Linked DNA regions of Zea mays: region 1 is linked to region 2. Evidence: chromatin contacts called from public Hi-C data. All regions are on one chromosome and are shown on one strand. Each heading gives the region's core, a stretch centred on a gene start, on an enhancer-like site or on the middle of the called end of the contact. The rest is flanking DNA. Distances are from core to core; before and after follow the strand shown. Region 1 holds the start of LOC100275414. Region 2 holds the start of LOC100274229.

What was found. Hi-C and Micro-C count contacts between places; a contact is called where the count stands out from the background.
Region 1: a Hi-C map of leaf shows a contact between it and region 2, with 6 times the contacts expected there. The contact joins the promoter of LOC100275414 here to the promoter of LOC100274229 in region 2. A contact is called at or near these places in 4 of 25 Hi-C or Micro-C datasets (bundle sheath, leaf and tassel).

What each region holds. Positions count from the first base shown.
Region 1 is chr1:41,364,976-41,369,127 of Zm-B73-REFERENCE-NAM-5.0, reverse strand. It overlaps LOC100275414, which reads right to left and starts at 1,488. Exons shown (of 6, transcript NM_001367377.1): 1 at 400-1,488; 2 at 255-308; 3 at 63-116. The coding sequence starts at 1,400.
Region 2 is chr1:41,032,303-41,036,067 of Zm-B73-REFERENCE-NAM-5.0, reverse strand. It overlaps LOC100274229, which reads left to right and starts at 1,789. Exons shown (of 9, transcript NM_001148600.1): 1 at 1,789-2,052; 2 at 2,144-2,205; 3 at 2,328-2,418; 4 at 2,523-2,606; 5 at 2,708-2,761; 6 at 2,862-3,046; 7 at 3,145-3,227. The coding sequence starts at 1,999.

The DNA.
Region 1 (4,152 bases), core at 239-2,738, 330 kb before region 2:
TGCAACATTGCTAGTAAACTTGGAGAGTTGGAACATGAGGGATATGCTCTTCCAGTCCGTACCTGACATTGTCATCACTAGTTTGCAGACCGTGGGTTTGTTGCTGCTGCTCATCCCTAACAAATAACAATAAAATCAATACGATAAAAAAAATTCAACTAAAATGTCGTTGAATTGCATACTGCAATTCCAATAATTTGCAGTGTGTATATATATTTAGATAAAAGATAGCACTTATGTGCTTCCGATCGTACCTGTCATTACTGTCCATGCTTGTTTGCGGACCTTGAGTCTGCTGACGCTCATCACTGATAAATTACAGAGAAATCGGTGAGATTAAAATGGCGATAGAACGAACAAATTGCACCGAATTCCAAGGTCCCTCTGCCAGTACTGTACCTGCCATTGCCATTATTTGTTAGGGGACCTTGAGTTCGTGTTTGTTGCCCCTCGGTCGAATTTGCTTGGAAGAGCAAAACGAAAACCACTTGGATGAGAATGCACACGGCAACAGCACCAACAAGAGCGCTCACATAGATGGTCGTGTCGATCTGGCGGCTGCTGCCGGCAGCATACGCCCCCAGGAGGCTGATGAGCGTGACGGCGATGAAGCCGTAGATCTCGTAGGAGCGCACCTTCTGGCTGAAGCAGAGCTTCTTCTCCAGGAGCATGACGAGGATGAGCAGGGACGCGACGAACGCCGTGGTGTTGCAGACGAAGAAGGCCTTGAGGCGCGCGTCGTGGGGCCCTCCCTTGAGGATCGCGTCGCCCGGGCGGTGGCCGTCCTCGGAGTGGTCCCAGAAGCCGCCCGGCGCGCTGAGGCCGGCGACGTACGTGACGCTCGCGGCGAACGTGGCGAGGAGCATGAGCACCTTGCGGAGCCGCTCCGGCGCGCTCTGCCCCCTCTTGTCCTCGGCCGCCGGCGCCCTCGAGGCCAGGGCCAGGTGGGCCACGAGGTAGGCGACGACGCCGGCCGACAGCACCAGGGAGTAGACCGCCGTGAGCGTGTCCCGGAACGTCCCCGCCGCGTAGGCGCCCATGAGGCTGAGCAGGTCCAGCACCATGACGGCCCGGAGGACGCCGAGCAGCGGCGCGAGCATGGTGATTCCCCCGTTGTCGTGCAGCACGGACAGGATGAGGACGAGGACGATGACCACGAGCGACGAGGCGAAGGCGGTGGCGTTGCTGTAGAAGAAGGACAGGTAGCGGGCGTAGTTCGTGTCGCGGATGATGGGGTCGCCGGCGATGCGGTCGACGGCGGGGTCGGCAGTCTGCCAGACGCCGCCTGGGGGGTTGAACCCCGCACCGTACGTCACCGTGGCCACCAGCGTGGCCAGCAGCAGGAGATACTTGCGCAGACTGTACTCCCACGACTCATCGCTGCCGCCTGGCTTCGCCATGGCCGGCCAGCACAGCCGCCCAACTCGCCTCTCGGCTCTGGGCTCTCGGCCTCGGGTGCGGCTGACGGCTGCAGCCTGCAGCTCTAGCTACTGGATGCTGAAACGTGCGTGCTGATTGGGAGTTTCCCTTTTTTTTTTTATATGGCTTTTCAGCGACGACTTGACCTCGCGTGCGGCGTGCTGAAGACTGGATGGTGCCACGAAACTTCACCAGTTCACCCCCCACTCCCCAGCGGGCAGCCGGACACAAGCCGTGTCGTTGACGTGGAATAGGAGGCTATAGGTCGTCGGAACCTGACAGGAGTTGTCCTGAGCCACCGGGACAATTGTGTGACCACTGCCAGTCTGCCACCATGTCAGCAAACCGTATTAGGAAAAGCATATCCTACTTTAGATATTAACGACTTATTGCGGTAACACCAACGTCCTCGAAAGTAACAACGAATAAACAGTGCAGACGACCACGTCCAATTTCCTTTTGGAGTACAAGTGACAAGAGGCATGGGGTAGGTGTGGGCTAAGCGACTGGGACAGCTCAAAGCGCTGCACATAAAACCAAATTCAGTTCTGCGTATTATTATTTTTAAAAATCAAATATTATATAATCATTGGATCCAAAATGACAAAAAAAAACTCTGAATCTAAAGGCCAGATCTACCCAAAAAAATTGTTCACAAAAATATTAGATTTGTACATCCCCATGGTCACGGAGTTTCTTTTCTTCCCTCCCGATGCCATCCCACGCCACGTGCGGTCCGCCCCCAACGCTGGCTCGCGCACGGCCGCACCGCTCGGTCCTGACCGCCCTCGTGCGCCTCTCTCGTGTAGCGCCGGCGAACCCCTTCCTTGCTGCACTGGCGAGCCTTCCCTGCCGCGCAGCCATGGACGCCGACGGCCGCGCTGGACGGTGGACCGACCAGCCGCAGCATTAGGCAAGCCGCACGACCAGCCACAGCATCAGGCGAGCCGCGCGAGCACAGGTGGGAGTGAGAGAAAAGAGACGAAAAAAATAGATATCTGTCACTGAGAAGGAGAAAAAAAAAGGAAGAAGAGAAAAAAAAGAGTAAGATGACCGAGAAGACATATCACAATATCTATATTTTAATTTCTCTTCTACTTACAATGTGTTTTGTAGTATATTTATTGAAGTCTACTGATGACAACAGGCTATAAAAAGATCGAGACCCTGACTCCATGTGTTAGATCTTTAAATACCATTTATATGGAAAGCAGCGGAACAAGTGGGATTCATATATAAGACTCGACTTGTATAGTGCTATAGCAACGCGTAATAACTTTTCCACCACCGGAAGAAATATTTTCCCAAGAATGGTATACTTAAGCCATGTTTAGAATAGTTCCAACTCTAAAAAATTCGGTAGAGTTAGTAGAGCAGGTCATTATGTGCTCTAGAAAATTATGAAGATAGAATTATAAGGCTTTAGAAGACATTTAGATAAAGTTCTTTGTTTATTATTTAAATTAAAAATATTTTTTAGAATTATTTAAATTGATAATGTAGCTTACATCTAGAGCCATCCCAAACACCCTTTTAGTACATAACAAAAGGATCAACTATACTCTATAAGCTAAAAAAACATGGCACATCCAACAAAAGAGGCAACTCAAGTGCGTGGTGGCTGGTGCGACCTGCGCAAGGAATTAAGCCGACGGATTTTCCAAGAGTGACGCTGCACCTACAAACAAGCTCCATAAAAATTCTACATGCCGACAATCACAGCACACAGTGACACAGAAGACAGGTGGTCCACCGAGCCCAGCCGTCAATTTCGTGCTGTGGAGTTATACTACTTGTCAGCATTGGTCGGCCGGAAGTCCGAATTGTTCTGCTCGTGTTCTGTCTTGGAACATTTTCCAGCCTTGTTTTGAACGGAGGCAGGCAGGCAAGAAAGCCGAGCAGAGCAGTTATTCCAGACATAACTTTAGCTACTGCTTATATTTCAATATATTTATAGATCTCATAAATTCGTAAGAGTACGAAAGAGCGATTTATGTATGTTTCCAAACAAAATATTTACAATATTAGTACAACTTATGTGTCCCTTGAGTATTAGTGAAAGTAAGCTGCTTGGACTGTTAACTCCCCACAGATGCGGCTTCCGGATCTGCAGGCTCACAATTTTCCAGCATCGCAGCAATCTTGTCACGATGGACCGATCTCAATTCTCAACTCTTTAGCTTTGTCGAAAGGAAAGGTGGATTCGTCCACACCCAATGAAAGTACGTCCAGTGGCAGCCGCTGAAAGATCGAACCCGGCAAGATTCGTGTCCTATTTCTGAATTGTTCTCTACGCTTTTGCTTTTAGTCTTGTTTAAGTTCCATTTTAGGGAAACAAAGTTTTGGAACTTTTAAGGGTATATTCTCTTTGGAATCTCAAAGCCTCAGTGACAAGAAGCATGCGGCCTTGGCCTTGGCTTACTGATTCTGCATATTTAGGGGTTGTTTGGTTCTATATCTATGGTGTAAAAAATTGTCACACAATTTTATGCCACACTTACCTAAGGTGCCTAAGGTTAGGTGTTATAAATGAATGCGACACAAATAGGATCAATCACAGAGAAGACATGGATTTAACGTGTAAAACCCCTCTAAAGTGAAGGGGAAAAAACCACGGGCGCTCGCCGGCAACTTCTCACTATTTTCGGGTGGTTACAGATCGCAGGAGATTTACAATTGAGATAGATATCTACTGCGGCTTACAAAGATATTTATAGAGGTGAAACCCTAAAA
Region 2 (3,765 bases), core at 540-3,039:
TTTTCCCTGTTGATTAAACTGGTATATAGGTTCATGGATTTACTTAGGCTTATTCTGACGTGTCTTTATGATTTATACAGGCTTACACAGATCTGTTTTGATAAGAGCCGAGCAGCGATTCTTCAATTTCGGACCACGACCTAGCTAAAGGCTAATGGTTCCAAATGTCTGAAGTACCGAAGATAGGGCTAGCTCCTTGTTTTTTGTCATGTCAAATAAATCGTGTATGATTGCAACAATATTGGCAAAATATCGTTGTGCTTTATATTTTGATATACTGTGAACAAAACAAGTGCCCTATGAGACCATCATGATTTATGCATTTTCAAACTAAATTTTACGACACTTCTTGTTGTATTTTATGCTTCCATTAAAAACAGTCTTACTGCGTTTTACGCCAAATTTATGACACTTTTTGATGTGTTTTACAGCAATCTCTTTGCGAAATGAGATTGTGCGCGTGTTTTATACTAAATTTCGTACTCATCTACGTTGTTTTAGCTCACGTTTTACGCTGAAATCATTCGAGCCAGAACCCGCGCACGGTCGGCTGCACGCGATTTTCACGCCGTAATTTTTGGCTCCGTTTGCTGTTACAAAACAGATATAGGATTTACGCTAAATTTCGTACTCATTTACGTTATTTTAGCTCACGTTTTACGCTGGAATCGGCCCGAGCCAGGACCCCGCTCACGATCGACTGCTTAATTTTAGGCCCCATTTGTTGTTACAAAACAGATATAGGATTTACGCTAAATTTCATACTCATTTACGCTGTTTTAGCCCACGGTTTACGCTGGAATCCGCCCGAGCCAGAACCAGAACCACATACTGCATGATTTATACTGTCAAGTACATGTCATTATGTAGTCGTAAACGCTGTCCACAGTGTCATATTCGTTCCACGTGATTCGGGCTTCAAAAGATTCCTTTATGTATGTTTTACGCATCTTTATTCATATATATATGCATTCGTATATTGCGTTACGCTTATCGTCCTAGAATCTTGGCTGTTGACTGCATGGCTGACGCAAGCACGCGGGTGCTGAGTCGACCGCGTCCTGACTGGGGCTTCCATTAGTAGGGGAAGCCCAGGGCTTCCATTACCTCTTCCATATATATATATATATATATATATATATATATATATATATATATATATATATATATATATATATATATATATATATATACCTGAGCGGACGCCTCCACTTAAATTTTAAGTTGAGATCGCCCTTACTGTTGGACACAGACTAAAGAGTCGTTCACGAACTGACGACCACGCATCGCACCGAGAGTCTAAGACAACCAAGTCACAAATAGAGGTGTAAATGGTTAGAATATTATTCGTTCGTATTTGAATTCGATTCGTCTAGAAGAGCTTAGATCCAATACGTATCCGAGTATGTGTACTTAGTATCTGATCCATATCCGATCTTTATCAGTATTCATATTCTCAAAGTTAAATAAGATATTGATATGCATTGAAATTTTATCCGATATAATTTAATAATATCTATATTCAATCTAAATTTAAAGAGAAAATAGGGAAAGCATATGGAACAAGTAATGCTCGTGTCCCATCCGATTACACCCTAGTCACGAGCGGTTCGCGGTCGGACGGGGTGCAAGTGTGCAACTTATGCACCAACAGGCAACTGGGCCCTTGCGTCCAAGCAGCAGGGAGGTCTAGCACCCCATTGGCCCATCGGCCCATTGGCCGTCTACTCATCCTGCCGCACTGCCCCATTGTGTCTGCGACTGCGAGTGCGCATCCTTCGTCCTTCCCCTTCCCAGCCGCCCTCTCCCCCCCTCTCCCGGTCGCCTCTAACGTCGCTGGTGACTCACGAAGACCTCCATCGACGGCGGTGAAACTGGGGCCGACTTCTGGAGGGTTTGACTTGTTGGATACAGCGCTGGCTCTTCCAATCGCCGGGTGCTCTCTGCCACTCTGTCTTGCGGAGCCCTCACCGCGGAAACCAGTTGGTGCGCGTGGCCATGGCGGTGGCGAAGGTCAAATCGGTCGCCCTCTCCGTCAGTCACAAGTGCCGGGTACTGCTCGCGAGCAATATCAGCGACCGTTTCGCACCTCACTTAGCTACTGCTGTTCTTTCTCTTACTTCCCTCGCCCCTGGTTTCGCAGAACATCTTGGCCGCCGGTTGGGAAGCCCACCTCAACACTGTCAAGGCTGACAACAAGGGAAGGTGCGTACGCTCGTATCTTATCATTTCATCTGTGTATTTGTGCGCATAAGGTCTCAACGGTAAGAGCTGTTTGTCCTGATTGTTTTTTTTTTTGTTGGGGGTGCTATACTGCTATTGGGCAGCAAGAATGAGATTTACACGTCGAGGGTGCACTACATGATCCATAAGGGCACGCCCTACTTGATTGTCCCCGAGAACGACATGCACAACATTGTAAAACTCTTAATTCTTCATTTACTTATGGTGTTCGGTAAATAGTAGTTGCTGTTCAAACTGCATTAAAATTTGTTGCTTGTGTGGAATCTTGTGTTTGATAGAACATTATAATCGATGAGCGGGGGTCTCTTGCAGTATTCAGTCCGATCCGTGGCCGAGTTGCGAGCTTATTGAAGCCATCGAAGGTCCTTCTCTATGAATTTCAACTTGATGCCTTTGAATTTGTTGCTCGTTTGCTTTTCTCGCATCGCTTGTACAAGCACTTTAGTCTTGTTGTTGAATACAGACACCTCCTCGTGTTGCTATGACTGGTGATGTTCTGCGCCTGAAAGACTCAAAGGTAAACTTGTTCTGCAGTCACCCTGCATGCATAAACATGCTCCATTGCTTACTATTGGTAGTAAGGTGATGCCGACTAATCTTTATGTACTGTGCTTAAGGTTCCAATTATTGCCGATAGCCTGAAGCAAACTATTCTGAAGGAACATGAAGCTGCTAGTAAAGCTAGTTATGGAGTGTCAGCAATACTGTCTTCGGCAGGTGCTACCTGCAGGTCCCGGAGTGAGGGCCTCCTTAGTCTACTCAGTGAGGAGAGCTCTTACAACATCTTAAAATTTGACATAGGGTCTGTAACATGGCTTGTTTATTTTTCTGATATTAGGTATCTTTCTTATTATTACTTTATTCAGCACAGCTGAATTTTCATCAATGTTATTCTTTCAGTTCCTGTGTCTACATAGACTTCAATGGGAGCAGCCATAATATTGAATTGGACAGCTTTGAAGCACCAAAAGCAGATCTGCTAAGTAAGCCTTTTTTATTCATACAAGCTCTTTGATCTCTGCTGCCCTGCATCTTCACCTTTATGCTTTTGATGACATCTATAAGCAGACCAAATGTTAAGCTAGATATATAACTCCAGGATGCTACTAGTCAGTTGCTTTCAACAATTAGGGCTAGTTTGGAACCCTAATTTCCCAAGGGATTTCTATTTTCCCAAGGGAAAATGAACTAATTTTCCTTGGGAAAATGAAAATCCCATGGGAAATTAGGGTTCCCAAACTAGCCCTTATTAGGGTGTTTGGTATGAGAAATGAGTTGGTCCATCATCTTTTCACTTCTCATTTTTTTGTTTGGTTTGTGGAATGGAATGAGTTGATCCATCACCACCGTTCCTCAGTTAGTTAGTACTAATACGAGGAATATGGTCATCCCACCAAGTTTAAGGAATAAATTTATGATGCACCACCTCATTTTGGATGGAGTGATTCCTCAAACCAAACATTCCCTATATGTTTGCACACCTATTTGCACTACAATGTTAATTTTCTAAATATGTATTCT